Linked DNA regions of Oryzias latipes: region 2 is linked to region 1. A link is a contact called in public Hi-C data. All regions are on one chromosome and are shown on one strand. The core of a region is the stretch at or near the end of the contact, and the rest is flanking DNA. Distances in the headings are between cores, read along the strand shown. Region 1 holds the start of epha4 (ephrin type-A receptor 4). Region 2 has its middle 11 kb from the start of LOC110016227.

Region 1 (7,394 bases), core at 3,174-5,673:
GCTTTCATCTGCAGCTACAGTATCAATTTTAGCAAACTGGTTCTCACGGATGTACCGCTCTTTGTCATTGTTGGACTCGTAGTAGTAAAGATTGAAGGTTTCCTTGCAGGTTCCCATGACCCCCGGTAGACTGTTGCAGTCTCGCAGGGTGAACTTGATCTCGATGTATACACGCTGAGCGCCTCCACGGGGGATCCAGTCGGTGCGGAGCCAGTTGTTCTGATTTGGCTCCATGACGTTACACACCTGGTACGTTCGAATGGGGATGTTCTTTTCATCCATAATACTCACTTCCTCCCACTGAGGAAAGAAGACATTAAAAATGTTACCAGAAAATCTGGATCAAACTGAAATCTTCAAACCAAAGTTGATGAAACTGTAAGAGGAGTCACTGCAGCAGAGTTGCTAAATTCTACTAACATCTGAAAAGTATTAGAAATAAACGCTCTCATAAATAATGTGGGCTGTGTACAAAACTAAATGACAGTCAAGGAGTTTATGGTTTGTTCAGTCATAGTTGACGTATGAACTTAATGAATGTTTTATGAGTCATTTCTAATTAATTGACTAGTTCAGCCTCGAGGTTGAAACTACAATCCATTAATATGAGGAACTTTCTTTGAACTAGGAGCACGTAATGAGTTCCATATAAGCCATCTTCAGGTCTGTCTCTGGGGGAGTTTTGAACAAAACCCAAATCCCAATCAAACCCAATGATAGACCAGAAGGGTTCAGGGTTAAAAATGCTCATGTCTCATAAAACGGGGGGACACACTAACATGAGGCTCATGGATTTTTTCATCCAGGCTTATTTTCGCTGAGAGGAAATGTTTGTTTAACTTATGATACATTTCCCCTCTAGACAGAGTGCTGTTGAGCAAACACGAGCCTGTCTTAAGAGGCTCACAGCAGCGTGCTCCCTCAAGTTTTTCCTTGTCTTTGAGCTGGATTCCAAACAAGAGCAGCAAAGCCTTTGGCCGCTGTCCTTTTAACCATTAAAAATCAAACTGCACAACATAAACATTTGTGGATGGTGAGAGATCCGGGTTATCCTGCCAGATTTGACTTGATGTCTTATCATAAACAATCTGGATTAAAGCCTTATTTCCCAGGAGTGGGGAGGGATAATGCAAAATACAGCTGCAGCTGTATGATTTAGGAAAATGCCCATCAATCAATGCAGTTTCATTCCACTTTGCACCCCCTCCCCCCAACCCCCCTTTTGTTGTGGTAATCGAGCTGTATTGAGATAAGGCTGCACCTTTCCCTGATAGCAGGAAAGAGGAAGAATAAGACCAATTGGTAGTAATGAGAGGGCGAATGCACGTTTTCAGGGGCTGCCAGGACCCTGTCAATCACTCGTTTGAGATAAAAATTGGCCTGGGGGGGGGGGGGGGGGGCTCGGATGAAGCACTGGTTCATTTAAAAAGCTTACAGCTACAGCCAGCCTGCACCAACAGCACAAGGTGGGCTCCTACTGGGTTTGGTTTATTCTCTGACATGATTGTAGATCATTTATAATAATTTTCAGCAACATTAAAAGGCCTGCCTGTGCTTGTCATCTCATTTGTTTAAGTAGGACAGATTCAGGAGAAATTGCTGTTATTTTGGTTAATTTAGGCAATTATTCATCCACTCCAATAAATGTGGCTTGTCTGTGATCTAAATTACTCCTTATGTGCTGAACCCTTTCCCTCCCGTTATAAAATGTTTTCAGCCTGGAATCGTCCACCTGACCGAGTCACAGATACCCCAGCTACGCAGCAGGACGGCGCCTTGACTGGATGGTCTTTAATGTTGGTTTATAGCTTGTCATAATGCTGCTACAGCTGAAGCCCACAGCACTTTCCCCCCCATTCATCCATTCCAGGAGACTCTTTCTCAGCTGCCAGGTTCCTTTCTCTTTGCTCAGCTGAATAGGGGAAAGGGATATAAAGTTTCTTCACAAAGACCGATTCAATCCGCCGTCTATTCAGGAAACCTGACGCTCGCTGCAGTATCTGCCCCTGCAGTATCTGCCCCTGCATCTGACCATTACAGGAGGGTTGGAGAGAAGGGAGGCAAAGGGAGTGGGTAGCAGGGGCTGAGAGTGAAGGGGTGCCTGGTTTCTCAAACTGGATTCCTGGACCCCATGAGGCCCTGGGGGTGTTCCAGGGAGCCTCTGGGTTTAGTTAAAATAGAAACGGTCTAATTATCCATATTTCTATCCAACATAACAAAAGGATCTCACCTAGGCCTTACATTTTACAATAAAGGCAGTTACATAACGAAATGATTAACAAAGATATTATTGTGAGAGGCTCATCTTCATTTGGCAAAGTGCTCCACAGCTTTAGCCAATAATGGATATCATCTTTCTATTTTTGCTCAATAGGACACCAGGCGTCCAACCAGGATGCGTCTCCTCAGTACCTACCCCTCCTTCTGTCGGGCTGGCCACCCATCCCAGCTCCCCCTGCACAGCTCTTGAGTCGAGCAACGTGACTGAAAAAAAGAAGAAAAGGGAGACATAAACGGGCAGCTTCTGCGTCCACTCTGCCTGGGTTTCTATAGGTCAACCCGGTCGGTCCAACGAGGAGCAAGGAAGGAGAAAAGTGACAGGCCTTTACATTAAATAAGAAATGGTCAGAAGATGAGGGTCAGTCAGTCCGATGTGCGTTTTGTACGCACCCCATTATTTGCACCCATTTTCGTTCAGAAAATAATTAACAGCAGTTAAAAAAAAAACAATTTTCCAGTTGTGCTTTTTCCCTCAAACTGCAGTGGGAATGTGGCAGGCAGAAGAGGATGGTTTGAACACGCGCCAGTGCGTCAGGGCCGCTAAAAATCACAACAGGACGTTTCTGGACCTTCTTTCCATGATCTGAAAGCGCGCAGAGACTCGGTCCGCCTCAAAATAAATAAATAAATGAAATGTAAAAAAAAAAAAATCAGTCCCCGCGCTTAACAAAATGATTTGACGTATGAAAATCTAAGCAGCATCAATTTTAATGACGAACGTCTTTCCGTTCTTTAAAATTCTCGTGCTTGTCAGACAGAGCCGCAGCTTTCCCGAGGGGAGTCAGATCGGGGAGTAGAACTAATGGTGGTTATCAAAGTTTTATTTGTCTTTTAAACTACAATTTACTGCGCACTGCAGATCATCTCCTCCGAGCAGAAAGAAACCCGTTTTCACAAAAATATTGGCAGCTTTGAGTTCTGCACAAAATAATAAACTAATAATCATTTTATCTTTAATAAAAATTAATATTGTTCGTGTTTTTGTGTCTTGAATTATTTGTGATGTTACGAGCAGCGCACTTCAACTTTTGGAAATGTTTCCGAAAGATTCAAGAATCAAAGCGCGGAGCGTCCGCAGCAAACCGGAGGATGTTCCAATCCCAGTGAGTCTGACGGCGTCGGTCGGTGTCTCGCGTATTCAGTGAATTGAGTCCACTTTATTTCTCCTTTAAAGATGCGTCAAAGTATGCGGAAAAACTTGCGCAATTGTGCCTGTGTTTTTCAGCCACACACTCATCTCTTGACTCTTCCACTGAAAATGCTTCTTGGAGCCACAAGTTCGCGCTCAGCTTGCGCTCCCAGGCTGTCGGCGGCTGAGTGAGAAACCCTGCTGCTGCTCAGAGACCCGAGCGCACGAAACGCACCGCTCTTTATTTCCGTAAAAGCAAACAAGTCCGTTGGGTAAATGAGAACGAGGCAGCGTTTCGTTACCCAACGCTCCTCTGCGGCGCAAGAACTCGGGGCCACGGACCGACACGGAGCGACGGGGGAACGAGGTCTCCAGCACTGCAGGCATGCTTACCTTCATTTGGGGGGTATATCCTTGCAGAAGAACCGAGAGCAAAAATCCCAGAAATGAGAAAGATGAGTGTGAAGACAATCCCTGCCATGAGTGCCATTATTTGCGTCGTTGCTCTATCTGTTCACGTCCTCTCGGTTTCCCTCGTTCTCCGGTTGGGTCCTTCTCGCTCCTCTCGCCCTCCCTCTCCTTCCCAGCGGAATTTGGGTTTGAGGCGGACAGCGGCAAAGCACCAAGCGCTCCACGGGCAGGAGGCGGGTCCGCGCGCTCTGACGCGCACCCGTCAATCCCCACGGAGATGGGGCAGAGGGGGTGCAGATGATAGTGCCCTGCCGCGCACCCCCACTCTCTCACACACCAGAGGTGACAGCGCACTGACTCACACGACGGGATGATGATTCTCTGATATGGCGTTTTTTCCTGCAAGACATTTACACGACAAGTCTTAAGTCACGCAACCTCCACGCACCTGCTGAGATTTCTTAACAAACTGGAGAAGGCGGCGTTTGGGCGCGCAGAGCAGAAAGAAAAAGCAGAAATCAGATCAACATGAACAAATATGAAGAATCAAAGCTGCACACAGTGAGTGAAAAACAAAGCATCAGTTTCTGTCCTGCAGCTCGCAGTCCCGCGCAGACGATCCCGCGTCTGGCTCCGCACGAGCTGCACCGGGCAAAGGTTGCCACCTAGCGGAGGCACTGGCTCATCTTGTTCTGCCTCAAAAATCGGATTAGAGAACAAGCATGACTCCCACTAACGTTATGATGGTGCACTTTGCGGAATTGACAGAAGCTGTTTCAGGGTCTGCAGCAAAGCTTGTATTGGATTATTGTCACATGCTGAGATCCTGATATGATGAGGGCTTTATGGGTGTTTATGATGAGCTGTGCACAGACCCATCCATCAGGGGTGGAGAGCTCACTTCAAAGGCAAAATGATGTTGAGGCACTGCTGTTTCTCCTGCAGCTTTTCTTCAGACAAAGCCTGTATTGTTCGTGCTGGTGAACAGCCAGTTTAGATGCTTCTCACCAGGCGCTCCCACTCTTTCAGATGCTCCCACACAGGTCCTCCGTTTCTCCCACTGGATGCACCGCTGCTGCTGCTGCACTTGTCAGCAGGCTTTGAATGGTCAGCAGAAGACATTGTCACTGCAGGCGTGGGCTGATTGTGGGGTTGTGCATCAGCACTTGTTGCTGCAGGTTTGTGCAGCCGCATTCTTCACAGCAGCCTTTCACAGTCACATCAGAGAACGATTGCAGTATTGTGCTAGGAAGTCTCTTGAAAACAGCTGCATGCATTTCAAACTCACTTGGACTCAGGCTTCATACCAATCATTCAAGTGTTGGCTGGAAAAGGTTTTCTTCACACTCACTTTCGAGACCATTTTCCTTGGACGTTAGTGGCATATTAATATGGATTTTCTTAAATAACCATGATGAACTTGTCTGGATTTGTTTCATAGCAAAGAAAACAAAGAGAACATGTTTTGTTAAAGACCTGACAGCTAAACTGTCGCTTTTCTGAGTTATGAATTCATCTGTAAACAAGTGTCGTCCTGATTCATTAAGCATATTCAGAAAACCAAACAGTGATTGATCAAAAAAGCAGGAGCATCACACCTCCTGAAAGTCAGAAAGACACATATGACAGCCTGAAAGGAACGGATCAGACTCAAGAGCGACACTCATCTTCAGTCAGTGCTGAAATCCTCTAAAACAGTGATGATGATGATGATGATGATGATGATGATGATGATGATGATGATGATGATGATGATGATGATGATGATGAACATGATGGTCGAGTCAGAGAGCCAGTAGTCTGGTGGTGGGGGGCCACTCGTCTGTTTGTTTGAGTGAGTTTATTTAATTACACCCCATCGTTTCCTTTGTGCCACTGTCAAACCAGTTGCTTTTTTGCTTTTTTTGTGTGCGGGTGGGGAACCCTCCAACCAATACTTTCCTTCCGTTTCATCCCACTCTGCTTTCTCCACACAGCATCTGCTGCCCACACATCTGTATTGTGTGCCAATCATACACACTTCAAAGCATTCGTCTGTGTGAGCTCGCAGGATCTCTGCTTAGATTTAACACTATGACCAGAAAACGTGAGTTACCTATGTCTTACTCAGGAAATGTCACTTTCAGGGTATGTTCAAAACTAACTAGGTACCTTTTGGAAAATTCTCAATAATTTCTAAAAAAGAGAAATTCTTGACAGTTATTTAAAAATACTCACAGCATTATTAGTGAGTGTTTTCTCTGCGACATACAGTCTGACTTTGGAATTCTTTATAAAAGAAGATTCAAAAGTATGAGTACTTTTGGGGTGTATTTTTTTAAATATATTATATATTATTTTAAAATATATATGCTTTGAAATAAATGCTTTGCGAAATCTCATCTTAAATATACATACATATCCACTTTGATGTCAAAATATATTATATGAAAACAGTGACTGTTTTTCACTTTTTTATTTTAGCTTTTAGGGAGAGAATCTCCTAGTTTTGAAAGTGTAAAGATTTTTTTTGTTTTTAGGATGTGAAGCAAGAAACACTTGTTACATTTTCTCCTAAAGAGTGGGGGGTTTACATGGACTACTCGGGATTATACAATCTGAAGAACTTTTAATTTGAAATGTCAGAATCTGATTGTATTAAATCTGACCTAAAAGAAACCAAGTTATTGTTTTAACAAAACAATAAGCAACTTATGGTAGAAAAAGAGTTTCTACTTAGTGACTGCTACAGGTTCAGGTCTTGTTCTTCCACTGTTGTGCTTAACTGTTGGTAAGATTCTTATTTTGCTCAAATGCTGTGCCAGGTTTTCAGAAAACCAAATCAAACCAGGGGCCAAAAAGCCTCATTTGGGGACACTTGTTCTTCAGGCATCATTCCAGGGGTCTTCTTACTTCAAACGGAGAGCTTCATTTTACCCCCTTGGAGGCATTAGGATCCATTCTCACTGTTAAGAACTCCAACATTCAACACAGCAAATCAAGCCTGAGAGGTCTCAGACACAACAAACTTTTAAGACTTCTGCTTCTGTTTTCCTACAGATCAGACCCCCCCCCCCCCCCTCCCAACACACACACACGCACACACACAAATTCACATCACAGCTCAAAGAAAGGAAACCCTTCCGGATCACTGACAGTTTCTTTGGAACAATTTTTTCCCACCTACAAAAACTGCTTTATGCACCGTTGTTCCAATCAAGACCCTTTTAGTCCCTCCTCCTGCCGTTCAGTGACCCCACCCCCTCCAGACTGCCTCCACGCAAAGGTTCAGAGACCATTCAATCATTCAGACAGTCAGTGGGAGTCAGAAGAACCAAAAAGTGAGAATGGGGGACATGAAAGGAGCAGCTCTGTTCCAGGGTGTCAGTAAGGAGACTAAAACCTCTGGAGTTGTTGCTCACCGTGATGTCAGTCTGTATGGCCTTTAAACTCCTTTTATGAGGTATTCATGAAATCCCACTTGTTTCAATTTTAGTTTATCATCACTCAAATTATAGGCTGTCACATGAGATAAATCTCTGTCCTGTTAAATTCTCTCCAACAATCCATTTTTAAAATCTAAACTTGCGATAAA
Region 2 (7,394 bases), core at 1,285-3,784, 37 kb after region 1:
GAGCTGTGAGCAGCTCCTAACGCCACGTAAAAGCTAATCAGCCTTAATTGGTTTGGTCTGATTATTATTTATTATTGCTTCCTCCAAAGCCTTTCTTCATCGAGCCTCTGCATACTCACTCAGGAAGCAGATCCTAATTACTAATGGATGATGATTAAACACTGTGGGTCAGCCGGGGTGTGTGGGTGAATGTTTAAGGATGTGAGGGAATGTTCCAAGTTTGATCGTTTTTCTTTATTTCTACTGTTTTTTGTTTTATACATAACAATCAAAAAAAAATTACATTTGAAGATTTTCAGACCGCGTCAAAGAAAATGAAACTGAATAAATGTGTTTTACTTATTTCATTGAAACAAAGAAATAAAGAGGAATTCTGATAACTTTTTGAGAAAGACAACAGCTGCAAACAGCAACACTTAGGTTCAAAATGTCAAACCAACAAAAGAAAAACCTTAAGGAAACTGTTTCCATGTTTTGTATGTTGTCAAACATTTTTAAATGTATTCAATAATATTCATTCTGGCTTCACAGTGGTGTAGTGTTTAACGCTCTCGCCTTACAGTGAGAAGGTCCTTGATTCCCAGCTGGGTTCTTTCTTATTAGAGTTTGCATGTTCTCCTCAATCATATTTGGGCTTTTTCTCATAGTCTAAATACATGCTTCATTGATTAAATGGGATCTCTAAAATTGCCCCTAGGTGTAAAATTGTGTATTTGTGCAACTGTGTAGTCTTGCAACAGACAGGTGACTTGGCCAAACCTCACCTTCACTGTGAGTAATAGTAACGAAAGGGAAAGGGATTCAATGGGTTCTGAAGATGGATGGACGGACGGACGGACGGACGGACGGACGGGCGGGCGGGCGGGCGGACGGACAGACGGAGGGACGGCTGGATGGATGGATGGATGGATGGATGGATGGATGGATGGATGGATGGATGGATGGATGGATGGATGACTGGGTGGACGGACGAACGGAGGGACGGCTGGATGGATGGATGGATGGATGGATGGATGGATGGATGGATGGATGGATGGATGGATGGATGACTGGATGGATGGATGGATGGATGGATGGATGGATGGATGGATGGATGGATGGATGGATGGATGGATGGATGGATGACTGGATGGATGGATGGATGGATGACTGGACGGATGACTGGACGGATGGATGGATGGATGGATGGATGGATGGATGGATGGATGGATGGATGGATGGATGGATGGATGGATGGATGGATGGATGGATGGATGGACTGGATGGATGGATGGATGGATGGATGGATGGATGGATGGATGGATGGATGACTGGATGGATGGATGGATGACTGGACGGATGGATGGATGGATGGATGGATGGATGGATGGATGGATGGATGGATGGATGGATGACTGGACGGATGGATGGATGGATGGATGGATGGATGGATGGATGGATGGATGGATGGATGGATGGATGACTGGATGGATGGATGGATGACTGGACGGATGGATGGATGGATGGATGGATGGATGGATGGATGGATGGATGGATGACTGGACGGATGGATGGATGGATGGATGGATGGATGGATGGATGGATGGATGGATGGATGGATGGATGGATGGATGGATGGATGGATGAATGGATGGATGGATGGATGGATGGATGGATGGATGGATGGATGGACGGACGGATGGATGGAAAACCTGTTCTTCGGGAGTGTTAATACTGGTGTCATACCAACAGAGCAACTGTTCTGACCTACTACTTTATGTAAAACAAAATAAAAGTGTTTTAGACATAAACAATTCCAAAAAAAAAGCTGGAAAAAAGGATTCTGCAAATGATAAAGCATTTTTTGGATGTTGCTGTTTAGACTGATGAAAATGTGTCACACTTTAAAAAAAAAAAAAATTAAAAAAGGCCAAAGGGAAGGCATTTTCTGTAATAAAATCTTTATTATAAAGAACAAAATGAAGCTTGTGCAAACTGTGTAAAAAACATCACATACAACAGAGAAACTTCCTTATAGAGGAGAGCTGTACAGCACAGTTGGTCTACCCTAAAGCAGTAATCACAAGGTTTTTAGAAAAGAAAAAAACAAAAGTTTAATTTCTTCAAAAGTTAAAAGTATTTTCTTTTCACTCCTTGTGGATTATTCTTGTTATTCAATGTCAGGCTTCATATTCAACCTACCAGCAGGTGTGGTTTGAAAATGTTGACGTGAAAAAACACTAGTTTAAATTAACTATATTTGTCTAAAACAAAGCAACATTTTCTCCCTTGTCTACATCAAAATCCCTGCTAACCATCCACGTTTCTGAGGCTCCCTGGCTTGATCATGCTTTGTCCAGGCTTTGTCCAGGCTTTGTCCAGGCGTGGTTCAGGAACACCCTGCTGCTTGGAATTGGAACCCCCCACCACCACCACCAAATGCATTCACTCTTCACACTGATAAGGAGGATCCGTGCAGTTGGATGGACAAAGCTGCAGGGCTCAGAAGCTGTAGGAGGACGGGGAACTTTGATTGAAGACGTGCGTGGGTGTCTCTTCCCGCATGCCCCCCACCACCCACCCACCCCCACAGCTATAGAAGCCACAGGAGGCACCCACCAGTATACAAAGAACAAAAGCTAACACATGTGCTGCTGATTCACCCTGCAGATTCCCTTCAAACCATTGGAGCATTAAACAGCTCTTCGGTTTGCTTTTGTGTGTCTTCTTTGTCTCGCTCATGAAGTTTCAGTGGTCCAGCTCATGTTCCTAGAGGATTCTGTTCTGGTTGCAGTTCTTCGGCGAAGATGCAGCGAAACACCTTAGATAGACGTCCAGATGCCCTGGAGAACGGAACCCTATGATAATGCACATCTTTATTCAGCTGCTGATGTGTGTTTGTGTGAAGTCATTTCACTGAAACAGTAAAGAGTGATCAGTTGTTTTTTCCTCACAGACCAAACTGAAAATCCATCATCCATTTGCAGATTCTTTCTCTTCATCTTTTGTGTCCTAACTCCAGAGCACAAAGCCATAAGTGTAAAGTAAATCAGGTTTTTCTTCAGTCTCATTTGTTGCCTTTGTTTCTTTACCAATAAACACTACATTACAACCACCTTGATCCTTTGCCCTTGAATCAACATAATTTATCAAGGCAGCCTGATGTTTGCACCTCTAATTCAAACAGGAAAGTCCTACCAGTTGAAAAATAGCATTCCTCAAAGGGAAAAAAGTGTGTGTGTTGTGTGTGTGTGTGTGCGTGTGTGTGCGCGTGTGCGCTCATATGCACAACACTGCAAAAGGAGGTAGCCTAAAAATGGGATAAGAATCTCTAGAAAGCGTCAAATTATCTGTCCATTGAGGGAATAATTTAAAAACGTATAACAGTTTATCAAAATCTAGAAACAAGGAGTTCCACACATGCATTCAAAGTTTACTGTTAGATGAAATTACTTCATATTAAATGTTTTACAGCCCAATAATAAGCCATTTTAAGCTAGTTCTAAGCAATTCGTTTGTCTTCTTTAATTTTTTATGAACCTAATTGTTGCTCATTTTAATTACAGTGGGGGGAAAAAGGTGTAATAAGTAGAAACTACTCATTTTGGAACAAAATGGGAACAAAATGAGAATCTTATTACAAGTTGGACCATCTTAACAAATCCTTATAAAATCTAAACACTTATTATTAGAACAGAAATCTACATTTTCGTTTCCAAAATAGTGATAAGGAATGGCAGTCAAATATGTATTGAACTTTAAAGTAGCATCCTTAAAATTAAACCAAAAATCACAGTGCTATTACCTTAAGCCAGGGGTCGGGAACCTTTTTGGCCAAGAGAGCCATAAATGCCACATATTTTGAAATGTAATTTCGAAAGAGCCATACAATAATGTAGTGTCCCTTCCCCACACTGAGGCACGGAGACTTAACCTCTTTTAAAGTTCTTTATTCTGGTTACTGCAGACCGCAACAAACGCCGTTCAATTAATTCAGCAACTCCTGAATCTCTCCCGCTGACACGAGAGCGCTTCTCCCAACTTTATATTCACCTGCTCCCGCTCCAGCCCCTCCCATTTCCCTTATTCGGCCCATAGCTGAACCCCATTGGTCCAAACTACCTAACAACAGGCTGAGCGACAGAACTGAGAGCCAATCAGATCTCTGCTTGACGCGTTCAATGAACTCCAGAACTTTTAACGCGGCCCAACAGCCATCCAACTCAGTCCGCGACAATTTGTTTAAAACTAAATATACAAATGAATGTGTGCATTTGATTTAATTTCAACATTTTTAAAGTACAATAAGTCTGTGGATTCTTTTTAATAACATTGTTATTCTGTTGCTAATAAATGATGAGTATTTCTCGTGGTAGTTTTGCTGATGGTCTAGTCTGGTTGATACGTGGTGAGTTTCTGCTTCATGCAGGCGTTGAGACTTTAAACGTGATCATAGGTCTGAATGTTCTGTAGATGTGACAAAGACTGCTCACATGTAGACGGGGAGACAAACACACACTCACACGCTGCAGTGAGTGACGGGCAGCGGGTTTTACGTTTTTACAATCCCTGCGCGATTCACCTGCTGCCTGTCCCCACAACACCTCAGCCCCACCCTCTGCTTTCTCCCTCACACATCCCGTCCCCGCATCTGCGCGCTCTTTCTCAGAGACGGGAGCGCGTAGTTTTAGGCACGTCAATTCACAGGTTTCCAGCTGGTACAAACTCTGTGAAATAATAGATAATAGTAACTGATAGCGCTGGCGCAGATTTCTCTCTCTAAGCACTGCTACTACTGCGCGCCTCTGGCATCGCATCGCGCCCGAGAAGGACTGGTCTAATGAAAAAAAAAATATCTATAATTAAAGATTTGTCTGCGAGCCACATGTGATCATTAAAAGAGCCATATATGGCTCGCGAGCCATAGGTTCCCGACCCCTGCCTTAAGCATTTGTTTTTTTTTAAGTCTTAGTTTACGGAACAAAAGGATTTTGACTTACTTTAATAATAATGTCATTATTTCTAGATCTGAGCTCTTAGACAAAAAATCTGGGCGGTGATGATTTTGATAAAAAGCTTGAAAGAGTGTAGTGCAAAGAGAAAGTAAATCGCCTTCAAACCTGGTAAAATGTTTTAAATGTCTAAAAACAAGGTTTGAAATCTTTAGAAGTATCAAGTTGTTTGTCGTGTGTGGATGTATACAGTTTCTTCCAGGGTGACCTGTAACCAATCAGAAGCAGTCAGGGTGGGTGTCACAGCTGGGCACACATTATAAGGACTCTAAAACATCTTTCTGAACAGAACTCCAGCATTTTTACTCACACACATACACACACACACACACACATAAGCACATGAACACACATCCAAGTGCAGCGACTCCAACTGATAAAGACTCTGCAGGTCAGAGTGAAGATAGCCTCGCTGGCTCAGTGAAACAGCTGTGAGTGAACATGGGAAGTAACCCAGCTGTACATCTAAACATTTACACTTTGACTGCACAGGCCAGATTGATCACTGTTTTTCTACAAGCATTCTGTGCTTCTTATCAGAGACAGGTAATTAGACCATGAAAGGTCAAATGTGAAAGGTGACATTGAAAAGCAACCTAAAATAAATCAACATAATGGTTCTGAAATGCAATGAGCTGCACTTATAGTCAATCAATTAAGCAGCACCAACAAAGATATAAAGTTGCACCCCACCATCTACTACAGTGGGACAGTTTTTGCCCCACTGACATCCTGAAGAAATGGATGGATAGAGGGAAGAAACAAAGGGTGGGTAGATATGTAGATACAGGTGGGCAGAGGTATGGATGGACGGACGGACGGATGGATGGATGGATGAATTGAGCAGATTTGTTTAAACTGTGATGGAATCCCCTCAACTTCCTCTTCAGGACGTTTTTGAAGAAAGTAGAGATTTCACCCACTAATCTGATTTACGAACTTTTCTCCTTGACTTGGGGATTACTTTGGTCTGATTTGTGTAAGTAAACTCTCACATCCATCAGTAGTTTAGAACATTGCTCCATTAAAATCCAACCTGACAGCCTGAAGGTGTCTCATGGTGTTTTATGCCTGCTGGTTTGGCTGGAGAAGGTGAGAAGGAAGCCTAGCTCTGGTTAGGTATATTTTTCCCACAGCTTTATGGGCCCTACAACGGACCAGCAACCTGTCCAGGGTGTACCCCACCTCCCCCCAAAAAGAGCTGAGATAGGCTCCAGCAAACCTATGGCCATAAAAGGGATACAGCAAGTTTAGATGATTGGTGGATAGACAGCTTTATCATCTCTCTCTGCCTTGGGGTTTCAAAGAGGAAATGTCAGACAAAGCTGCCAAGTGAAACATGATTTCCTGATTTCTTACCTGACACTGAGCCTGGACTAATGTTGGAGAGAGGAACCAACTGGTTTGACTGCATGTTTGGTCTCTGCATTAAGGATGTCTTCACTAGTGGAGCTAAAACAACATAAAGGCTTTCTGTAAATGACTGCAAAATAATGAAAACCTTTCCTAAATATATCATGTGTCAAAGTTTGAGCTTTGGAAATATCAAAGCCACAAGTATTCACCTTCAAAAAGCTGGAGCAGAAGTTGAAGAAAAAGCACAAAAATCGGATCCTGCCTTATGCTACTGCTGATTTCAGTGCTTTGCTCCCAGCCCTCCCCTGCCAAGCTGCACCTGTGGTCCTGCTGCGTCCGTACTGATGAACTGACTGATAAGTAAATCTTTCTGCATCTTACCCCCCCCCCCCTCCATCGTGGTCTCTTATTCCAGCAAAGTCAGTCACTGAGCCTTCAGGGCACTAAAATCCCTGACTCCGTCACCCTTTCACCTCTGGGTCCCTTGGGACCTGCACATTCAGCTGGACAGCCTGAGTCAGAGGCAAAGATGGCATTCAACTGACTCTCTTTGCTTTGGCCATCAATGATTAGGGAGGCCTCCTTATTCTCAGGGAAAGTCATCATTTGAGCCCAGAGCCAAGTCTTATTCCGCTTGGATTGACTGATGAATAACAGATCAATGGAAACAGTTTGATCAATCCTGGCTGAAGCAGCAGCAGCAGCAGGTCACATTTATTTCACAATTCTCCCTGATATCATAATAAATCAAACTTTTTACCATCTGGATGATTTTTTACCTCCATTCTTGGAGAAACTCCATATCAGCTGCTGTAAAGGGAAGTCTGTAGATGACGGTTTGAGCTGCAGTTTTGACAAATAAATAATTATCACAGTAAGGAGGACTGGGGGACTGTAAAATTTATGGGGGCTGGTAAAAAGGTGTGAAATATCACTGTGGCCACACGTCAGCAGCCTGTTCATTTGGTTAAGTGAGCAGTTGACGGTAAGTTAGAGGGGGGTGAGTTTTGCCCGTTTACCCATCTTTTGCATATTTCTCTGATTAAG

What was found. A called contact is a pair of places that touch in the nucleus more often than the background predicts.
Region 2: a contact with region 1 is called in a Hi-C map of embryo, with 2.3 times the contacts expected there. The contact joins the enhancer-like site here to the promoter of epha4 in region 1. A contact is called at or near these places in 2 of 5 Hi-C or Micro-C datasets (both in embryo).

What each region holds. Positions count from the first base shown.
Region 1 is chr13:18,453,925-18,461,318 of ASM223467v1, forward strand. It overlaps epha4 (ephrin type-A receptor 4), which reads right to left and starts at 4,424. Exons shown (of 18, transcript XM_020708322.2): 1 at 3,803-4,424; 2 at 2,417-2,484; 3 at 1-300. The coding sequence starts at 3,899.
Region 2 is chr13:18,493,122-18,500,515 of ASM223467v1, forward strand. No RefSeq gene overlaps it. Among protein-coding and RNA genes, the nearest start is that of LOC110016227, 11 kb to the right of the region's middle. Within about 2 kb of position 2,535, at least 2 of the 8 cell types and tissues checked have an H3K27ac peak or open chromatin away from gene starts, as enhancers often do. A contact at or near this core is called in embryo, where this site is marked.